Linked DNA regions of Gossypium hirsutum: region 1 is linked to region 2. Evidence: chromatin contacts called from public Hi-C data. All regions are on one chromosome and are shown on one strand. Each heading gives the region's core, a stretch centred on a gene start, on an enhancer-like site or on the middle of the called end of the contact. The rest is flanking DNA. Distances are from core to core; before and after follow the strand shown. Region 1 holds the start of LOC107949817 (photosynthetic NDH subunit of subcomplex B 4, chloroplastic). Region 2 holds the start of LOC107949820 (malate dehydrogenase, chloroplastic).

What was found. Hi-C and Micro-C count contacts between places; a contact is called where the count stands out from the background.
Region 1: a contact with region 2 is called in a Hi-C map of leaf, with 1.6 times the contacts expected there. The contact joins the promoter of LOC107949817 here to the promoter of LOC107949820 in region 2. A contact is called at or near these places in 2 of 34 Hi-C or Micro-C datasets (both in leaf).

The regions. Positions count from the first base shown.
Region 1 is chrD03:38,311,503-38,315,262 of Gossypium_hirsutum_v2.1, forward strand. It overlaps LOC107949817 (photosynthetic NDH subunit of subcomplex B 4, chloroplastic), which reads right to left and starts at 1,755. Exons shown (of 5, transcript XM_016884584.2): 1 at 1,464-1,755; 2 at 1,208-1,382; 3 at 1,039-1,094; 4 at 861-932. The coding sequence starts at 1,577.
Region 2 is chrD03:38,140,157-38,144,052 of Gossypium_hirsutum_v2.1, forward strand. It overlaps LOC107949820 (malate dehydrogenase, chloroplastic), which reads right to left and starts at 2,344. Exons shown (of 2, transcript XM_041090069.1): 1 at 1,900-2,344; 2 at 1-808. The coding sequence starts at 775.

The sequences.
Region 1 (3,760 bases), core at 505-3,004, 170 kb after region 2:
TATTATAATATCCCTAGACTATAAGACCTTTATGCCAAAAGAGAAAAGCCTAAGAATCAATCACATATTTGGTACGTCAACTTTGGTAAGATTTAGAAATTGGTGTTTCGAGATTGATTTTAGACTAATTTAATGTCAAAGAAATGAATCCGGCGCTTAATTCAATTCAATTCAATTGGTGGGTTCATGCATGTACATCCTTCCCTTATTCCCGCACCGAGGCTTCTTTTTTACCGCAACCAATCAATAATACTAAAATTTATCACATACACAATGTGAGTAACTGCAAATATCAATTATTTAAAAGGATATTTATAAATTTATTTTAATAAATAAATAAAGATAGAGTGATAAGAGATATTTATTTAAATTTATTGATCTTGTGTTCGTTTCACAAACAATATTTTACAGTTATTTCATTTGAAATATTATAAAAGTATCAAGAGACTAAAAAAATTCTTAGAATAATATTAGTTATCTTTTAAAATAATAATTTAATAATTTTACAACTGGGTTGATTGTACTTTATACAGTATATATATACAATTGATGGAGGTAATAAAATATGAATATTAGAATGAAAATATATAAAAGTTATTAAAACAAAGTTTTAGTTGATTGGTTAATTTAAGTTTTATTAATACAATTTACAGGGGTTCTAGTTTCATTATATGTATATTTTTATTGATTTTTTAATTAAAAGATTAAAATGCATTCCAATAATATAATTTATTTTGATTATAGAAAGATATTCTCGTAATTCTTTAATCGAGTTAGTGTCTGATTAACTCATGACAACAACTTAATTAAGGTCTTAAATAAATATGATATAGATGAGGAAATTAAGGGATGTAATTAACCTTCTCATAAACCCAATGTCCAGTACCATCACCTCCATCTTTCCTGTATACTTCAGAATCATAGTATGGATCCTACACAATGATGTTCTAAATCAGATACTTTAAAGCTCAAATTAAAAGAAAGCCACCCATTATATATCAGTTGTAGCGAACAAAATCAATGGACATATGATTATACCTTGGTGGACCCAAAAAACAAACATCCCCAGCAAGTGAACATAATGTAGAAAGCATCTGCAAAGCAAAAAGGACCAAAGGAAAATTCTTCAGCATTTCATCATATAGCTTCAATACATAAATCACTGACCAATTTGAATGAATGAATGAATTGATGGAAAAACACTTACAAACTTTTTTAATGGCTTCATCACTAAGATGCCAAATAGATTTATTGGTTATAATTTCTCTTTGGGCATCAAGTTGTTGAACATGATGAACTAAAACTGCCATTAGAGGCCAGTCTGGTAAAGCATTCACTTTAACAAAAGCTCCCCTTATTTTACTCTTGTTGCCTTCATCAATCTATATGTATATAAATCACAAATTTCAAGCTGGTACTGCAGTAACATCCCTGCAAATCAAATCACTCACCAAACTACTTACCTGCTGGCAGCCATTGTTGAAAAGTCTAGTGCTGCTTGAAGATGGGTAGTTGCCGAATTTGGTAGGTTGAAGATAACTACAGTGAATCCATGGTTTTAAAATGGTGAAGCTCATATTTGGTTTGTAGAATGGGGTAGTTCTTTTTTCTTTTTTTTTCTTCCAAAAGTTATGGATTTTTGGTACTTTAGTTATGTGAGTGGAGGGCTAAGTGGATAAGGCACTCATTTGCATCCATTCTTACTCGGCCCTCGGTCGGGTCACGATCCGTTTTGTAAAAAAAAATTCATGTCATATCTCGGCCTGGTTCGATTTGTGGCTCACTTTTATTATTAAAATTGTTATAAAATAATGGTTTTGAAAAATATATTTAATCAGCAATAATGATAAAATATGAGAACAACTCAATTTGTATTATTTTCTAATATCATGTTATATTTTATTTCGTGTTTTAACCTTTGCAATTCTTTCACAATTACAAACAACCTAACTAAAACAATAATAGTTCATCATAATCTAATTTTTAGACTTTAACTTAATAATTATCCCACACTAAAATTGAAATACTTTTTATCTAAATTTAACTTTAAATTTAATAATTGTCTCAAATTAGAACATGGCCTTTTTTTTCCAAAAATATAAAACATTAATCTAAATTAAAAAATTTCAAACTCAACATAAAAACATTTTCTGGAATTCTAACCCAAAATAATATTAACCCTAATATTTCTTGGAAGATTTTCATGTGAACCCAAAATAACATGACCTCGCAGTTCGCACTGTTGATGAGCTTGCATATATGGTGGGCTCGCAAATATGGTGAGCTCACAGTCTTGGTGAGCTCGTAGTCATGTAGGAGCTAGGTTTGTCAATGCATGGATAGTTGGAACGACAAAAATGTGCAAGTGTACACAATCACTAACAAGTAATAAAGTGACAAGTAAATGTCAAGTTATTATGCCCACAAGGACTGTGAAAGAAAATATTTATGAAATACAACTTTAAACAATTTGGTGAAAGAAAAATATATTGATTTGAAAAAGTATTTACAAAACTAAAAATTAACTAAGAAAAATAAAAAGTAAAAATGTTCCAATACACAATTTTTTTAAAATGAGTTTAATCAATATGACATAATTGTGTTCAATCAATTACATTCCTTAACTTAGAATTACTAAACCCATGTTCATGTTGTTACAAATAATTTCACGGCCACTTGGTATTTTTTTAACTAAACCATTTGAATTAAATCTAAGCCATTTTAATTAAATCAAGAACAACAACACAACAAATATTTATGTTCATAATCACAACATAAATTAGAAAAATTAAAGAGAAGAGAACTAGGAAACAGATCTCGGTGTTTCTCCAAAGCTAGACTAGTGTACTCATCTTCTTCATAGCTTGTTTTGTCGATTCAAGGCCTTAACGAACACTTAAATGTTGTTACTCCAAGGGAGATGCAAGCTCTCTTTCAAGAGGGGAAATCGACAAAGGAAGATGACAAGCAAATGGGAAAACAGTGAAGAAAATGGAAGAGAGAAAGGTGAAGAATGTGTGAGATGTGAATTGTGTGAAATGAGGAAAGGAATAGGGGCATTTATAGGTGGAAATGGCTACGAAAAATAGCACAGAATTATCAGTGACTCCCTCTCCCTTGGTTGGCCATGCATTAAACAAGTTTGAGTGATTCAAACTTGCTATTTTTAGCTTAGGGCAAAAAGTATAAGGCATGAAAAGTGGAGGGGGTTGAATGGCATTTAGGAGAAGTTCAAGGACCATTTTGCAAGTGTGAAAATCAACTAAAATCAGCTGATTGGGTCAGCTATATGGACGGTATGGGCCGCCCCATTCTTGTTGGACCAGTCCTATTTTATTTTGTAATACCCCCTACCCGTTTCCGTCGCCAAAATAGGATACGAGGCATTACCATATTTTACTGAATTAAAGTTTTTTCTGTTATTACGAGTTTAATTCTTATTCATTTATCTAATCATGTCATGATGTCCCTTGGATAGGCCTTTGAAGCCCAAAACATACATCGGGAATAACTGATATTAAATCGAAGCCATAAGAAATTTTTCGCAAAATCTCAAAGTTATACTTACTTTAGCCATACCAACAGCTAAGTTACAAACATTCATTTCTATGTAATATTGGTATTTAGTCTATACATGCCATTCTTTCAAAATAAGTCATTTTCAAATACCAAAAGATATGGGTTGATAGTGTGATAAAGCTCCAACTAATCTCCAACCTTCGAGCTCCCGAGCACTACAAAATAAGGAAAAAAAGAATGG
Region 2 (3,896 bases), core at 1,094-3,593:
TGAGCTTAAGGTTTTTCTTCTCAGCAACGAATGTGTTAGCTCTCACAACATCCAATGTGGTAACACCAAAAAGCTTCTTTGGATCATAAACACCCTTCTGCTTCAGAACTTCAGCAGCAATTGGTACTGTGGAGTTAACCGGATTGCTAATAACATGGATGAAGGCATCGGGACAATTATCAGCAACAGCCTCAACCAAAGTCTTAACAATGTTGGCATTGATATTGAAGAGGTCATCACGAGTCATACCGGGCTTTCTTGGAACACCAGCAGGAATAACCACCACATTCACACCTTTCAAACAATTTCCTAATTCAGAAGCACCAGTGAAATCCAGAACTTGAGAAGGAGTATTGCAGTGACTGAGATCTGCGGCCACTCCCTTGACATTTGCTATATCATAGAGGTTCAGGGCTGAAATTAGCGGGGACATCTTGATTAGAAGTGCCAGTGGCTGACCAATCCCTCCAGCAGCTCCAAGTATTGCCACTTTGTAAGATGCTTGAAGCTGTAAGCCATGGTGAGAACTCTGGTTTGGCTTCTGTGCTTTCCGTGCGAAAGAGCCCCTAAGAGCTGCACTGCTTTCTTTGCCAAGGAAGGAGGACTCAGAATCACAGTTCACGGATGTTGCTGCCTTGAGGCCACTGAAACTTGCAAGTGAATTCTGTGAGGTGCACCTTGCAGCAGAAGGTTTTGTTAGAGGAGGTGGACTCCCCCTTCTTCCAAAGGAGACAGTCGATCCGATCGAGAATGTAGCTGCTGATGTTGTCGCCATCTCACGCTTTGAAACAGGAAACAGCGTCTAGGCCTGAAACGAGATATGAAGTAATATAATCAATAAGCTGCATGACTCACATCCAGAATGCATGCCTCCATTTTTAAAACTATCAAGAAGCAAATGTCACAGACAAACAAATAGTTGCCAAAGAAATAAACATGAATTGTGGTTCCAAGACATGCTTGCAGTCAAAAATATAGAAACCAACAAAGCAAGCATCTATTTCTATCTTAATAATAATGAAGGAGCATTAAAAAGAACTAAAAGCAAAAGGAACCGATAGATCTATCATTCCTGTCAATCATAGCCAGAAAACAATAGCAAGGGACTTATTCTATGAAACCAAAGGTATCAATTTTGTATTCGTTATACAAAATCCTGGTCAGAAAATTAGCTCCTATAACCGAATAGGAAAATGCCGAGATCCCACTTCTTTCAAAGCACACGTCTAGTCAATAACAAATTACAAATTTATTCAAAAAGGCAAATCAGGTTTCTTCTATATAAAATTTGGACGCCATATCTGGTTAACTTGGTCTGAGTTACCATATTCTTTCCATTAATCACATTCTTAACATTAGTTTCACAAACTTGAAATAAATAATCATGTGAACCGGATCAAATATCCCTTATGGATAATCCCCAAATTGAATGTTGATTTCAGGAATTTCAATATCGAGGAACCCCTTTTCACAAATCATTGAAAATAATAACCGGATTTATCTTCAAACAATTCCTCCAAAGCATCAAAAGATGAGTTCATCTCTTCTCCCAAGCATTTCACTCAAGGCAACATAAGAAAAATCCAGAAACACAATGCCCAACATTTCAAGAGATACCCAACCAGAATACTATGTTTCCAAATTCCAAGCTGGAAAAAATGAAAGAAATGTCAATGAAATAAAGAAACCGATAGTATAGATCTAATCAATATTGCATCTTAGAAGAAGCAATAAAATGACTATCAGAAACAAGCAAACAGAGCAAACCCAGATAATGGTTCGGATTAATAAACAAAAACCCAAATGATATTTGGACAAATAAACAAACCCCATAGTTTAGAATTCAAGAATTACAACTGGAAATAAAGATCAGAAACTAATTAAGAAAAGGAAACAAACCTTTGAGATCTGAAAGATGAAGAGAGACCGCGCTTAACTTAAGGGAAGCAAAGTGATATGTACGAGAAAAAAATAGGCTTTTTAATTCGGCTTTTGGTATTTATAGGAGAAACTGGACCAATAAACTTCGAACAAGGCACCAAAATTTTCGACTTTCACCTACTCTTTCTGGGCTGGAGTTAAAATTATATTTTTGAGTGTGTACCGAATACACCGCCGCTACCTGGAAAGAATCTACCAAAAAGTGTTCGATTTTGTTTTAGATTATTTCAAGTTTTTGTTGGCTTGCCAAGAAGAAATTGTGGCCGATGGTTGAAGGGATGGTTTCTACTCTCTACAGCTAAGATTTGCTTGCCTTTTCATACCCTTTTTAATTCCTCTTTCTTTGCTTGTGTTTTTTTCTCTTTAATCAAAGTATTTTGTTTTTCCTTTTCACAGAAATGATAAAAAAAATAGAGGTGACGTATTAATTTTTTTTTATATTTTTGGTGAACCAATTATAAAATGATGATCTAATTATTAGTAAATTTTTTTATAACCTAAATATAAAAATTTATAAAATGGTTACCTAATTATTTAATTTTATATTTTTTTAGCCTGACTAACATAAAAACAAAAACTCCCATGAACTCAAAATAGTTGGTGCGGCCAAAAAAGAAAAGAAAAAAACATAGTTGGACGACTACTAATGTTATTTATCTAAAAAAACTTTTACAAGCTAAGATAAAAATTAAGAGTTAATTACACTAAACATCCCCAGACTATGACCCTCATTCTAAATTGATCTCTAAAGTTTAAAACATTCTAATTACGTGCTCAAACTATCGATGTTATATCAATCAAGTCCTTCCATTATTAATATCGCTGATTTAACCATTAAATGAAACATCAAGTCTTATGTGACATAATTTAAAATGAATTGTTTAAAGAAAAATAAAATATTGTCTCACAACTTTTAAAATTAAAAACTAAAATAAAATAAAATTGAAGAAAGAGAGAGTGAGTGAATGATAAAGTTTCTTTAAAAGTTTAAAAAATATCAAATCCAAGATTTTTGCAATATTCATTTTTATTTTAAATTATGACATATGAGTCTATTTAACAGTTAAATTGACAATTTTAATAACGAAATGATCTTATTAATATAACCTCAATAGTTTAGGAGATAATTAGGATGTTTTAAAGTTTAGGGATTAATTTAAAATAAGAATCATAACTTGGGGATGTTTGGTATAATTAACTAAGAACAATTTACTAATAAAGCATTTTCTTTTTGGCTAGATATTTGGTAACTTTTTCTTTTGTTCATTACTTATTCGACAACTTACCCAAATGTAATAATAATTTATTATGGTTTCCTCTTTTTTATTTATTGAAAACATGTACTAAAACATATTAAATTTGGAGGATTCATCGTAAAAAATAAGTTAATTTTACACATTTCCATTTTTTTAAAAATTAATATTTTAATGATTTAAAAGGTTATTATGTTAATTTGCTACTTTAGACGTAAATTGAAAATTATCACTATATTTTACTTTATATTGATTTTTGTCTTTTTACTTTTATTTGATTGAATTTTCTGGTTAAAATTAATTTTTTTTGGTTGTGTTTTGCTATTCAATTTCAAACAATTTGAAGACAAAACTTAATAAAAATATTTTTTATATATTATTTTAATTTTTGACATTAACAAGGTAACTAAAATAATATTAAAATTAATAAAATGGTTATTTTAAAAAATAAATGTATTTTTATATATGAATTTTTATTTTTTCAAGTATTTATTTCATTAAATAAAAATTATAAGTTAATTTATTAATTGTTAATATTTATAAATTAAACTATTTTTATCAATTAAAATTGAATATTTGAAATAAATTTTCTTATTAAATTATATTTTCAAACCATCAAAATTAATATTGTGGGGTAAACTTTAATTAAAAATATCAAAGTTGGCAGCACAATTTAATACAATTCAAAGTTTAATAGTAAAA